2 separate regions of the Sus scrofa genome follow, and region 1 is linked to region 2. The links are chromatin contacts, called in public Hi-C maps. All regions are on one chromosome and are shown on one strand. Each heading gives the region's core, a stretch centred on a gene start, on an enhancer-like site or on the middle of the called end of the contact. The rest is flanking DNA. Distances are from core to core; before and after follow the strand shown.

What was found. A called contact is a pair of places that touch in the nucleus more often than the background predicts.
Region 1: a contact with region 2 is called in a Hi-C map of embryonic fibroblasts, with 4 times the contacts expected there. The contact joins two enhancer-like sites. A contact is called at or near these places in 3 of 47 Hi-C or Micro-C datasets (alveolar macrophages and embryonic fibroblasts) and 1 of 2 datasets of contacts at active chromatin or transcription factors (alveolar macrophages).

Annotation. Positions count from the first base shown.
Region 1 is chr3:79,893,903-79,900,352 of Sscrofa11.1, forward strand. All of the region lies in intron 1 of COMMD1 (COMM domain-containing protein 1), which reads right to left. Among named protein-coding and RNA genes, the nearest start is that of COMMD1, 17 kb to the right of the region's middle. Within about 2 kb of position 3,044, at least 3 of the 83 cell types and tissues checked have an H3K27ac peak or open chromatin away from gene starts, as enhancers often do. A contact at or near this core is called in embryonic fibroblasts, where this site is marked.
Region 2 is chr3:79,585,838-79,592,818 of Sscrofa11.1, forward strand. All of the region lies in intron 1 of LOC106508312 (a long non-coding RNA gene), which reads right to left. Among named protein-coding and RNA genes, the nearest start is that of B3GNT2, 110 kb to the right of the region's middle. Within about 2 kb of position 3,769, at least 11 of the 83 cell types and tissues checked have an H3K27ac peak or open chromatin away from gene starts, as enhancers often do. A contact at or near this core is called in embryonic fibroblasts, where this site is marked.

The DNA of each region.
Region 1 (6,450 bases), core at 1,794-4,293, 310 kb after region 2:
AAAACTACTTGAACTGATCAAAAAATTCAACAAAGTGGCAGGATACATGATTAACATTCAGGGAGTTCCCATCATGGCTCAGTGGTTAACAAATCTGACTAGGAACCATGAGGTTGTGGGTTTGATCCCCGGCCTTGCTCAGTGGGTTAAGGATCCAGCATTGCCATGAGCTGTGGTGTAGGTCGCAGACGCGGCTCGGATCCCAAGTTGCTGTGGCTGTGGCATAGGCTGGCAGCTACAGCTCCAATTAGACCCCCTAGCCTAGGAACCTCCATATACCATGAGAGTGGCCCAAGAAATGGCAAAAAGAACCCCCCCCCAAAAAAAAAAAGATTAACATTCAGAAATCAACAGCATTTCTGTATACTAACAAAGAAATATTAGAAAAGGAATACAATACCTTTTAAAATCCACCCCCAAATATTAAATACCTGGGAATAAACCTGACCAAAGAGGTGAAAGACTTATATGCTGAGAACTATAAAACATTAATCAAGGATATTAAAGAGGATGCAAAGAAATGGAAAGATATTCCATGCTTCTGGATTGGAAGAATTAATATCATTAAAATGGTCATACTACTCAAAGCAATCTACAGGTTTAATGCAATCTTATCAAATTACCCACGATTTTTTTTTTTTTTTTTTTTTTTTAGCTTTTTGGCTTTTAGGGCTGCACCCGCAACACATGGAGGTTCCTAGCCTAGGGGTCCAGGCCTATGCCAGAGCCACAGCAACATGGGATCCGAGTCATGTCTGCAACCTACACCACAGCTCACAGCAACATCAGATCCTTAACCCATTGAGCAAGGCCAGGGATCGAACCCACAACCTCATGGTTCCTAGTTGGATTTGTTAACCACTGAGCCACAATGGGAACTCCCTACCCATGACATTTTTCACAGAACTAGAACAAACAATCCAAAAATTTATATGGAACCATAAAAGACCCAGAACTGACAAAGCAATCCTGAGGCAAAAAAACAAGTCTGGGCATAACTCTCCCAGACTTCAGACAATAACACAAAGCTACAGTAATTAAGACAGTGTGGTACTGGTACAAAAACAGACATACAAACCAATGGAACAGAATAGAGAACCCAGAAATAAACCCAGACACCTATGGCCAATTAATCTTCAACAAGGGAGGCAAGAATACAAAATGGGAAAAAGTCTCTTCAGCAAGGGGTGCTGGGAAAATTAATGAAATTAGAACACACCCTCAACCATGCACAAAAGTAAACTCAACATGGATTAAAGGCAGAGCCTCTTTGCCTGCCCACCTGCATCTCTCACAAGTGTCCTATCTTGATAAATCTATTTTTGCCTATCACTTTGTGTCTCACTGAATTCCTTCTGCTTGGAGGCGCAAAGAACCTGAACCTCAGTAGGTCCAGACACCAGAAAGAAGACCACCAGACCACTGAACACCAGCTCTGAAAACAATGCAAGCTTGCCTCTGCCCTGATCCCTATCTGTGGCCCTATTTTTCACTCCCCAAACTATAAAACCACCTCCCAATCTTTCCTAAGCGGGGGCACAGTCTCTGAGGCATTAGCCTGCTGTGACCTTTCTTTGCCTGGCAAAGCACTAAAGCTATTTTTTTCTTCTTCACCCCAAAAAATAAATAAATAAAATTAAATTTAAAATTTTTAAAATGGCTTAAAGACAAGACACCATAAAACTCCTAGATGAGAACATAAGCAAAACATTCTCTCACATCAACTACACAAATATTTTCTTAGTTCAATTTCCCAAAGCAAAAGAAATAAAAACAAAAATAAACCAATGGGACCTAAATCAAACTTATGAGCTTTTGCACAGCAAAGAAAACCATCAAAAAACCCCAAAAGACAGGAGTTTCCATTATGGCTCAGCAGAAATAAATCTGACTAGCATCCATGAGGACGCAGGTTCAATCCCTGGCCTCACTCAGTGGGTTAAGGATCCCATATTGCCGTGAGCTATGGTATAGGTCACAGACATGGCTCAGGTCTGGCGTTGCTGTGTCTGTGGCATAGGCCAGCAGCTACAGCTCCAATTTCACCTCTAGCCTGGGAACCTCCATATGCCACAGGTGCAGCCCTAAAAAAAGAAAAAAAAATTTTTTTAAGATGTGCACAACATTGTAAATTAACTATACCTCCATTTTTTAAAAAAGGGGATATGATACACACACACACACACACACACACCCCTACATACAATGAAATACTACCCAGACCTAAAAAAGAGTGAAATTTTGCCATATTCAGCAACATGGTAGAGGGCATTATGCTAAATGATATAAGTCAGAGAGCCAAAGACAAGTACTATGTGATATCACTTACATGCGGAATCTAAAGAAATATGACAAACCGGTGAATAAATCACAGATATAGAGAAAAGACTAGGGGTTACCAGTTGGGGGCGGGGCAATATAGGGGTATTGGGGAAAAGGGGGGATATTATAGGATTATATAAAATCATATGTGAAACTTCTGAAAACTGTAAAGCACTATAGGATTTAAAGAATCATTCAATCAAAAAAAATACACACATACACAACAGGTAGGTAAAGAAAGATAAAACAAACTCATCAATCATCTCTCCCCCCACAAAATAAGGCTGAGTTGGTTTAATTCTCCGAAAAAATGACCAATAGAATATATTTACATTAACAATTCAGTATTTCTATAAATGACTAAACTCAAGAATTTAATGTATTTTAAATGATTGCAAATGTTTGTCTCAAGTATTATAATTAAATATAGAAAATATATTTCTGAGTAAACCCAGGGTTTTCCTTTTAGGTTTATGATTCCCTCTACTCCTCAGATAATCAAACAGTGATTTGGATCTGTTGTTAAGTGGCTAGGCTATATGCCACAAGGAGAGCACCCAATGTTCAGGAAGTTTCCAAATTACACTCTTTTGCAGTAGAAGCTCACCGTTACCAACTAGCTTTCATTCTGCCAAGTTACTTTCCCCCAATAACTTACTCATCTTTTATGTTCTTCCAGTTTGGAAGAGACTTCTGTCTCTGTCAGCAAAGAGGAAAAAAAAAAAAACTATGATGAAGTACTATGAAAGTTTCTTCCTATTAAACACTCCAAGCAACACATTAGCCTTTAACTTCATGGAGAAAGAATTCAGCCTTTCCTAAAAGAACATTTTTGTGGCCAGTTCAGGGATGGAAGTGTGGGAAAGTCTCCAGAAGCAATTACAAAGTAAAGAAATACCCGTTCTTTTTTCTCTTGACAGACCATAAAGGCTTTTCTAGGGAAAGAGCACATGATTAGTGTATTATCCAACTCAAGTACCTAAATTAACATTTATGTTTAAAAAAAAATACTGTTCAAGAAACAGAATTGCTTAGAGGTCATCTTCTATTATAACCAGAGCTCCACTACCAGCTGAAGTTCATAGGTCTACAACAGGAGATAAAGTCCTGACCCTATGGAAATATGACTTAATAATAAAGGAAAAATAAGAACAAGAGAAAAGATAAATACTGCATTAGCTGTATTAGTTCATAAGACCTTTAAAGAACTATTGGATAAACTAAAAAAATGTATGATGAGATATAAAAACTAAAGAGCAAAATATATAAATGTATTTAATTACTTGCAGCTTCAAAGAGCAGCTTCAATCATGAAGGAGTTCAAAAGAAACCCAAGTTCAGGGCACAGGTTCCTACCTCCAACTTATTTGTCAGGACAAAACACTGCCCAATGAAACCACACAAAAAATTATAAAATCAATCTATATGTGAGCTGATCAAAAGTGGTTCTCATACAACCTTATTATAATACCATTAAGCCCTTAAAAGGAAGAAAAATGGCAATATACAACAACACAGATGAATCCTGAGGACATTATGTGAAATAAGCTAACCAAAGAAAGACAAATATTGCACGACTCCACTTACATGAGACAACTAAATAGTCAAATTCATAGAATCAAAGAGTGGAAAGGTGAAGCTAGAGGGTAATGGGCATTTACTAATTATAGTTACTAATCAACAGGCATAAAGTTTGGGTTAAGCAAGATGAATAAGCTCTAGCTATGTACTACATATACATTATACCTATAATTAGCAATATTATACTATATACTCAAAATTTTCTGGGGTTCTCTTGTGGCAAAAGTAAGTTAAAGATCTGGAGATGTTACTGCAGAGGCTGGGGTCACTGCTATGGCATGGGTTTTGGTCTGGGAACTTTTACACGCTGCAGGCACAGCCAAAAATAAAAGAAAGTAAAGTTCTAAATAAATAGTGTTCTCTAATCAATAGAAGAAACATAATGAGAAAAAAAGTTTACATTTTTAAGGATAAAATGTAGTATCCTCTACTTATAATAAGGCAAAAACTGGAAACTTCTCAAATCCCCACCAAGAGTAGAGTGGGCAAGCATACTGTGATATATTCAACACTGGTGTATCCAGCAGGAATTGGCAAATTTTCCTGTAAATGGCAGAGAGTAAATATTTTAGGCTTTGCCAACCACCCCATCTCTGTTGTAACTATTTAATTCCACCCTTGTAGAGCAAAAGTAACCATACATTTTGTTATGGACACTGAAATTTAAATTTCATATAACTTTCATGTGTCACAAATATTTTTTTTTTTTCTTATGGCTACACCCACAACATGTGGAAGTTTCCGGGCCAGAGACTGAATCTGAGCTGGCAGCTGCAACCCTACACCATAGCTGTGGCAATGCTGGATCTTTTAACCCACTGCACTGGGCTGGGGCTCAAACCTGTATCTCTGCAGTGACCCAAGCCACTGTAGCCGGATTCTTAATCCACTGCACCACAGCAGGTACTCCCAATATGGCTTTTTTAAAAAAGGAATTAAGGATGGAGCATGGTAGAGGATAATGTGAGAAAAAGAATGTATATATATGTATGTGTGACTGGGTCACTTTGCTATACAGGAGAAAACTGACAGAACACTGTAAACCAACTATAATGGAAAAAATAAAAGTCATTAATTTAAAAAAAAAGGCATTAGGGAGTTCCCTTGTGATGTAAAGGGTTAAGAATCCAGTATTGTCACTGCAGCAGCCTGGGTTGCTGCTGTGGTGCAAGTTCAATCCCTGGACCAGGAATTTCCACATGCCACAGGGGTGGCCAAAAAAAAAAAAAAAAAAAAAAAAAAAAAAACTTTAAAAGACAGAGTCAAAGATATAGATGTTTCATTAGGACAAAACAAAACAAAACCCTGGCTTTTCATATTTCTGTGGTTTAAAAAGATTACCAAATAAGGATCTATTCCAGCAGAACACATCATTTATACCTTTCTTATGGCATTTACCATATAATACAGGACTCTTTACAACATGGGCTATGACATTCATTTTGTGTACAAAGCAGGGTATAGCATATTAGGGGCTCAGTAAATACAGTTGTGCCTTGGTGTCCACAGAGACAGCAAAATCAAGAATGGTCAAATCTTTTATATGAAATGGCATAGTACAGTTGTCCCTCTGTATCCTTGAATTTGTAGAAACCAGCTGTAAGCAGGATTGACTATATTTGATAGGTAAATCAAAGATAGAAATTTTCTTTAAAATATTCCTTCCTAGGAACTCTTCAACCTAAGTCAAGTTTTCAGACCTAGAATAGTTGCTTTGAGAAAAGGAGAACCAAAAATCAATCTTCAATTAATACAGATTAAGAAAGAAAGAAAAAGCTTACAAAACACCTTATTACAGGTCATTTAAGCCGATTAAAATATTCCACAAACTCTAACTGGCAATCTGTATTTGCTGCTTTATCATGTATATGTCCAGTAACATAAAATAGTAACATTGTTTGCCAGTCCTTCAGAGGAGTAGAAATATATCTCATGAGTTATCATCTAAACTCCCAAAAGTAACGAATAGGGATGGGGGTTAAGAAGTACAAACTATTATTTCTAAAATAAATAAGCTACAGGAGTTCTCATCGTGGCACAGCTGTTAACGAATATGACTAGGAACCATGAGGTTTTGGGTTCGATCCCTGGCCTTTCTCAGTGGGTTAGGGATCCGGCGTTGCTGTGAGCTGTGGTGTAGGTTACAGACGTGGCTCGGATCCCTAGTTGCTGTGGCTCTGGCGTAGGCCGGCAGCAACAGCTCCAATTAGACCCCTAGCCTGGGAACCTCCATATGCCGCAGGAACGGCCCAAGAAATGGCAAAAAGACAAAAAAACAAAAAAACAAAAAAACTTAAATTTTTAAAATTTCTCAAAAATGAGAAAAATGTAGTTACAAAAATGATCAAAATATAGTAATACAAAAACTGGGGGGCTATAGCAAAAGGAATCTGTCTACAGAGCTTTAAATTTTCCAGAACATATTTCTAAATTCAAAATATCAAACTGAATATTTAGACTTCTTTTTGGATAAGAAATTCTTATTGTTGAGTAGCCAACTTTGTTTTCTGAACTAGAACAACTCAAGAGCAAGAACTTTTTAAACAT
Region 2 (6,981 bases), core at 2,519-5,018:
GAAAAGAACACTGGGTTTAAATTCAGAGATTTGCATCCAAACTCTTCCCTTTCTGTCTGCGTGACTTTGGGCAAAGCTGCTTCAACAGTTTAGACCTCAGCCCCCCCACCCCATCCCCCGCCTGTTAAAAAAGGGAGTTATTAGTCCCATTTCAGGGTTACGTGAGGATTAAATGGGATAACCTATGGTTTAAAACCTGCTTTGTAGGCATTAAAGCATTACACAAATATTTATGCCTGGGAGGGAAGAGAAGAGGAGGCTAGTCTGTTTAGTGCAGTGTTTTTCAAAAAGCAGGTTGTGAGTCATCAGCGGGTCATGAAAAAAATTTTGTGGGTCCTGATCAACATTCAAAAAATCTAATAGAACCCAAAATATCAACGCTTATCCCAAGTAATACGCATCGGTATTGTTTCTTTTATTTAAGTTGCATGTGGGTCTGTACTAGCACGTGTTGTGAGGTAAAATCTGTGTCTTTTACAAAACAACACACATGCTAGCACTTTATTTCTGGTAAACAATGGAACTAGAAAGAAAGGGAGCTGTTTGTGCTTTGTTGTATTTTTTTAACTGCAGCATTTCCACACTCCAAGAGTGGGAGAAGAATTCCTCTTGGCAAAGAATCTTATCTTTTGTTTGGGCAACACTTTAATGGGCCCCTTGGTCCTGCAAAGGTAGGGCCCTCAGACCAGGTTCAAGTGAACTGTGGCTAAACTGCTCTCCAAAGTAAAGTCAGTATTCAAGTGTTTCTTTTTCCTTGGAGGGCCTAGAAACTGCAATTGGAGAACTGGGGTTTGGGCTGGGCCTGAGATAAACCCTGAACAAAGGCCTCAACATAGTATGACCAGAGGATCTGGGGGCCCTGAACTGAGTACTAAGTGGAGCGCTTCTCACCTGCGTTGCTAAGCCAGCTCTCAGCAGGGTTGATTAAGCATCCTAACCTGCTTCTCTGCAGACAGCCCTGCCTCCAGAGTGATGGGCAAGTCCCTGTTTGGGAGCAAAGTGCCTCAGAGGGACTGGACGATGCATAGAACCTGTGAGCTAGGAGGACCTGGAGCAGTGTGGAGTGAGAGAAGATGGGCCCTGAGTGTAGATGGACCTCGAGAATCCTTAGCGACATTTGGGAGGGGACTGGAATTCCTCCGGCCTCAGAGCATGAACTATTTTAAGTAAAAGGTAATTCTGGAAGGCTGGAAAATGTGGGGACACCAACTATGTTAAGGGCTGATGAGACTCAAACACTGTTGAAAATTAGAAGGATACTGACCTTTAGCTTCAAACAAGACTTGGCTGGCCTGTGATCATTTGCTATGACCATTTACGGCACAATCTCCTACCACAGGCTCATGACCCCAGTAGGTAGAATAATAATATCACAAAGATATCTGCATCCTATCCCAGAACCTGTGACTCTATTAGCATATGCAACAATGGGAGGGTAGGGGTAGATTACAGCTGCAGGTGAAATTAAGGTTGCTAATCAGCTGAATTTAAAATGGGGGAGAGGATCCCGGAATATCTAGGTGGGCCCAATGCAACCACAAGAGTCCTTAAAGTTGGACGAGGGAGGCAGAGGAGCAAGTCTCAAAGCAACATGACTTAAAAAAATCCAACCAGCTATTGCTGGCTTTGAAGACCTGGGTCAAGGAACTTGCGTAGCCTTTAGAAACTGCAAAAAGCAAGAAAACTTATCCTTTTCTGGAGTTTCTGGAAAGGAATGCAGCCCCACTGACACCTTGATCTTAGTCCAGTGAGGTTCTGAACTTCAGAACTATTTGTTAATCATTTATTTTGTCTCTTTGGTTTTGTCTTTTTCAGAACAGTCGTGGTTCACCGCAAAGCTGTCAGGAAGGTACAAGAAGTTCCCATATACCCTCTGCCCTCACACAGGAATATCTCCCCCATCAACGACATCCTCCAGCAGAGCAGTACATTTGCTTTTTGTTTTGTTTTGTTTTGTTTTGTTTTGTTTTGTTTTTTTTTGCTTTTTAGGGCTGCACCTGCATCATATGGAAGTTCCTAGGCTAGGTGTCAAATCGGACCTTTGGCTGCTGGCCTACACCACAGCCACAGCAACGCCGGACCCGAGCCCCATCTGCAACCTATACCACAGCTCATGGCAATGCCTGATCCTTAACCCACTGAGCAAGGCCAGGGATCAAACCTATGTTCTCATGGATACTAGTCGGGATGGTAACGTGTTGAGCCACAATGGCAACCCAATGCAGTGCATTTGTTACAGCTGATGAACCTACCCTGACACAGCATCATCACCCTAAGCCTGTTGTAGTTTACATTAGGGTTCACTCCTGGTGTTGTACATTCTGTGGGTATTGACAAATGCATAAGGACAGGTATCCATCATTACAATATCATACAGAGTATTTTCACTGCCCTAAAAACGTCTGCCTATTCACCCCACTGACCAACCCTCTGGGAACCACTTTATCTTTTCACTGTCCCCATAATTTTGCAATTTCCTTTTCCATAACATGATAGTGTTGGAATTATATGTAGCTTTTCTGATTTGCTTCTTTCACTTAGTAATATACATTTAAGGTCCTTCCCTTGCTTCTTATGGCTTGAAAGCTCATTTCCTTTTAGTGCCCAATAATAGTCCATTGTCAGAGTTCCCATCATGGCACAGTGGTTAGGGAATCTGACTAGAAACCATGAGGTTGCGGGTTCGGTCCCTGCCCTTGCTCAGTGGGTTAACGATCGGACGTTGCTGCGAGCTGTGGTGTGGGTTGCAGACACGGCTCAGATCCCAAGTTGTTGTGGCTCTGGCATAGGCCAGTGGCTACAGCTCTGATTCGACCCCTAGCCTGGGAACCTCCATATGCCGTGGGAGCGGCCCTAGAAAAGGCAAAAAAGACAAAAAAAAAAAAAAAAAAAAATAGTCCATTGTCTGGATGTATCACATTTTATTTATCTGTTCATCTACTGAGGACATCTTGGTTGCTTCCAAGATTAGGCAGTTATGAATAAAGCTGCTATAAACATCTGTGTGCAGATGTTTGTGTGGGCCTAAGTTTTCACCTCCTTTGGGTGAATACCAAGGAGTGTAACAGCTGGATCATATGGTAAGGGCATATCTAGTTTTCTCAGAAGCTGCCAAACCATCTTCCAAAGTAGCTATACTATTTTGTATTCCTGCTAACAATGAGTAAGAGTTCCTGCTGCTTCATATCCTCACCTGCATTTGCTGTTGTCAGAGTTTCAGATTTTGGCCCTTCTAATAGGTGTGTGATGATATCTCATTGTTTATCTCATTGCTGTTTTAATTAATTCATGTTGTTTTAAGCCACTGAATTTGTGGCTTATAATTTGCTTTTATACGTTGTTATAAAAGCAACAGAAAACTAGTACCATGATATTATGCAAGGAGGCAACGAGCAACCAGGAGACAGGAGCCTGACCCAGTGCTGCCGCCAGCTCAGTATGTTTCTTGAATAGGTTGCCCTGCTTTTCTGGGCTTCAGACACCTCAAGACTAAACTAGGAGCAGTAACTCCTGCCCTAGCTACAGCAGGAAGGAGTGAGTCAACTGGGGTATGATGGCTGTAATAGCAATAACATGGGACACGGCCAGTGAAGAAAGTTGGGAAGGCCAAGGGGGTGGTTTTGTGGTTCCATCAGGTGCTTTTGGTAGGTTCAGCCTTTTGGGGAGGCCATCAGTCCAAGTCATGACTTAGCCCAGGATGACTCAGGACCTGCCTAGAGAAGCAAGCAGGGGCAGGAGCTGGCCCTGCTGGGGAGCCCAGGCAAGGCATGAGTCAGGTACGGCATGTACATGAATGAGTCGGGGCAAGGCTTCCACCCAGACTTCCTTTCTACAGCAGGATCCGCTCAAGGGCAAGGCATCTGGATTTAGTACAACTTGAATTCCTGGCAGACCATGATTACTCACTGAAAATACTGAATGCTCAGCAGGACTTACACCAGACATAGATTCACAGGAAGCATCATTTAATAGTAATGTCCAGGTCTTCTATGCTCACGGTCCCCAATCCTTCTGAGAAGCCTGCAACCGTATTCACCTTTGACAGATGTGTGAGCAAGTTCTAGAACTGGCATAAGGGCATGCGATCATTAAAAGGTACAGCCAGATGGCAACTCAGATCTGCTTGTCCACAAAGTATCCAGCTGGCAGAAAGCACCAATATCAATGAGTCCCAACTCTCATTTTATAAATAAATAAAGAAGATAAATTTCCAAGTTTGCTCAGCTAGTTAAGAGGGTTAGGACTCCATTGTTTGTTTGTTTTTTGTCTTTTGTCTTTTGTCTTTTTAGGGCCACACCCATAGCATATGGAAGTTCCCAGGCTTGGAGTCTAATCAGAGCTGTAGCTGCCGGCCTACACCAGAGCCACAGCAACACCAGATCCGAGCCACATCTGTGACCTACATCACAGCTCACAGCAACACTGGATCCTTAACCCACTGAGCGAGGCCAGGGATCGAACCCGAAACCTCATGGTTCCTAGTCAGATTTGTTAACCACTGCGCCACGATGGGAACTCCAGGACTCAGTTCTTGACTCCTGATCCATTATTCCTTCCATTAAGCTTTGGGGGTCATAGACGTCTTTGGGAAGCTGGTACAAACTGTGGCTCTGAACATCTACACACATGTATTTTGCCAGCAGTTCTGGGATGAGACTGTGAACCACCCCCCTCTATCTACGGACACCAAGTTAAGAGCCCCTGCATTATCCCCTCTCCCTCTCTTGAGTTCAGGGTGGGAGCTCTAGGGTGCCTGTATATTGACCAACCTTGTAAAAGAGAGGGTTTATTTTCCCTCTAAGTCATACACCACCATCCCCTTCTTTCACCAACCTTTCATTTTTTAATAACAGCTTCACTGAGATGTGATTCACAGACTATATAATAAGCTCTCCTGCTACTGCTGCCTCCTCCACTGCTTCTGGAAAATGAGGGTAATTCCACAACTCTTTGCATCATTGGATTGCTAAGAAAACCTATGAGGTCATTTGTACGTGGTAATCAGTGCTTTGCCAAATAGTCATTTCGGTCTTATTCCCTTCTGGGCATACCTATACTTCTTGGTGTCCTTCTCCCCCACCCCCACCTTTTTAGGGCCACACCCATGGCATATGAAAGTTCCGGGGCTGGGGTTGAGTTGGATCTATACCTGAGGCCTCCGCCACAGTCACTGCAATGCCAGATCCAAGCCGCATCCAAGACCTACACTGGATCCTTAACCCATTGAGGGAGGCCAGGGATCAAACCCACATCTTCATGGACTTTATGTCAGGTTCTTAACCCACTGAGCCACAATGGGAACTCCCTTCTTGGTATCCCTGTGGTCAGTTCCAGCCAATAATTTTCTTTGGCTAATTAATTTTTATTTTGTTTGGTTTGGTTTTTGTTTGGGCTGCTCCTGCACCATAGGAAAATCCCATAGGGATCTAACTGGTGCCATAGATGTAACCAAAGCAACAGCAGTGACAATGCCAGATCCTTAACCCACTGAGCAGGAGGGAACTCCTGGCTAATGAACTTTGAGCAGAAGTGATACATAGGGGGCCAAAGGTTTGATTTCTGAGTGAGACCTGTGACTGTGCCATGATCACTAGCAATGTTCTAAATAGTGGCTGTCCATCGCCCTGGTCTTACAGCAAAGAGGCAAAAGATGAGGGAACAGCGTATATACTGCATCTGCAGGAAACACAGACTGTGAGTGAAACGTGAACCTTGGTTGTTATTTATGGAGATTTTCTTTTCCTTTTTTTTTTTTTTTTTTTTTTTGCAGCATAACTCAGTCTATCCTGACTGATAAAATACATACATGTGCTATATTTTTTTTTTGGCCACACCCACAGCATATGGAAGTTCCTGGACCAGGGATCAAACCTGAGCCTCAACAGTGACCTGAGGAGTTCCCATCGTGGTGCGGTGGTTAACGAATCCAACTAGGAACCACGAGGTTGAGGGTTCGATCCCTGGCCTTGCTCAGTGGGTTAAGGATCTGGCATTGCCGTAAGCTGTAGCATAGGTCACAGACACGGCTTGGATCCCGAGTTGCTGTGGCTGTGGCGTAGGCCAGTGGCTATAGCTCCGATTAGACCCCTAGCCTGGGAACCTCCATATGTTGCGGGAGCAGCCCTAGAAAAGGCAAAAAAAAAAAAAAAAAAACAGCAACCTGAGCCACTGCAGTGGCAACACCAGATCCTTAACCCTCTGCACCACAAGGAATTCCACATAGATGGGCTTTAAAAGCTGCAGGACACTTACAAATATAAGGGATGTTTATTACTCCACCTGTCCTCTCACTGCAGCTTTTCCTGACATCACCAGTCTTCACATTAGGCAATGCATATTCTGTCTGAAGGGACATTTGCTCATCAATGTCCTTTGGGGAGGGCAGCTGTACTGACCAGTCACTAAAGAAAAATCCTTCCTCTTGAAGAACACTTGGGTGATTTCATTCTACAAATATAGTCCAAATTGGAGCTGTGGGTAGTCATGCTACTCATTTTATCTGGTCTCTTCCCTTTAAACTCAGCCAAGCCACTCTTAATGCTGTCAGCAGCCTGGCAGAAGTTACAACAGGTCATCCTAGAGACAATATTTGAGGTACTATACTAAAGAACCTAAACAACCAATCATAAGAAAGAGAATGATACAGAAGACTTAAGTTTTGGGGTCAGATGGACCTCTTGGGTTCAGATCTCAGTTTTGTCACTTATCAGAAGTATAATCTTGGACATATTACACAACCTGTCAAAGCCTTGATTTCTTATTCTACAAAGATGCCCTCCCCCAGCAGTGAGCCTTGTCTCACAGTATCTACACTCTTTCGTGGTTCCCTCCCACACTGAAATGAGACAACCATATAATGACCAACAGGATGCAGCAGAAGTGATGCTGGGTCATGAGAAGACTTGGTCTCTTGGAACACTAGCTGTGGGGATGCCGGTGGTCATGTAAGCCCAACTAGATATTAAGATGCAGGCAGAGACT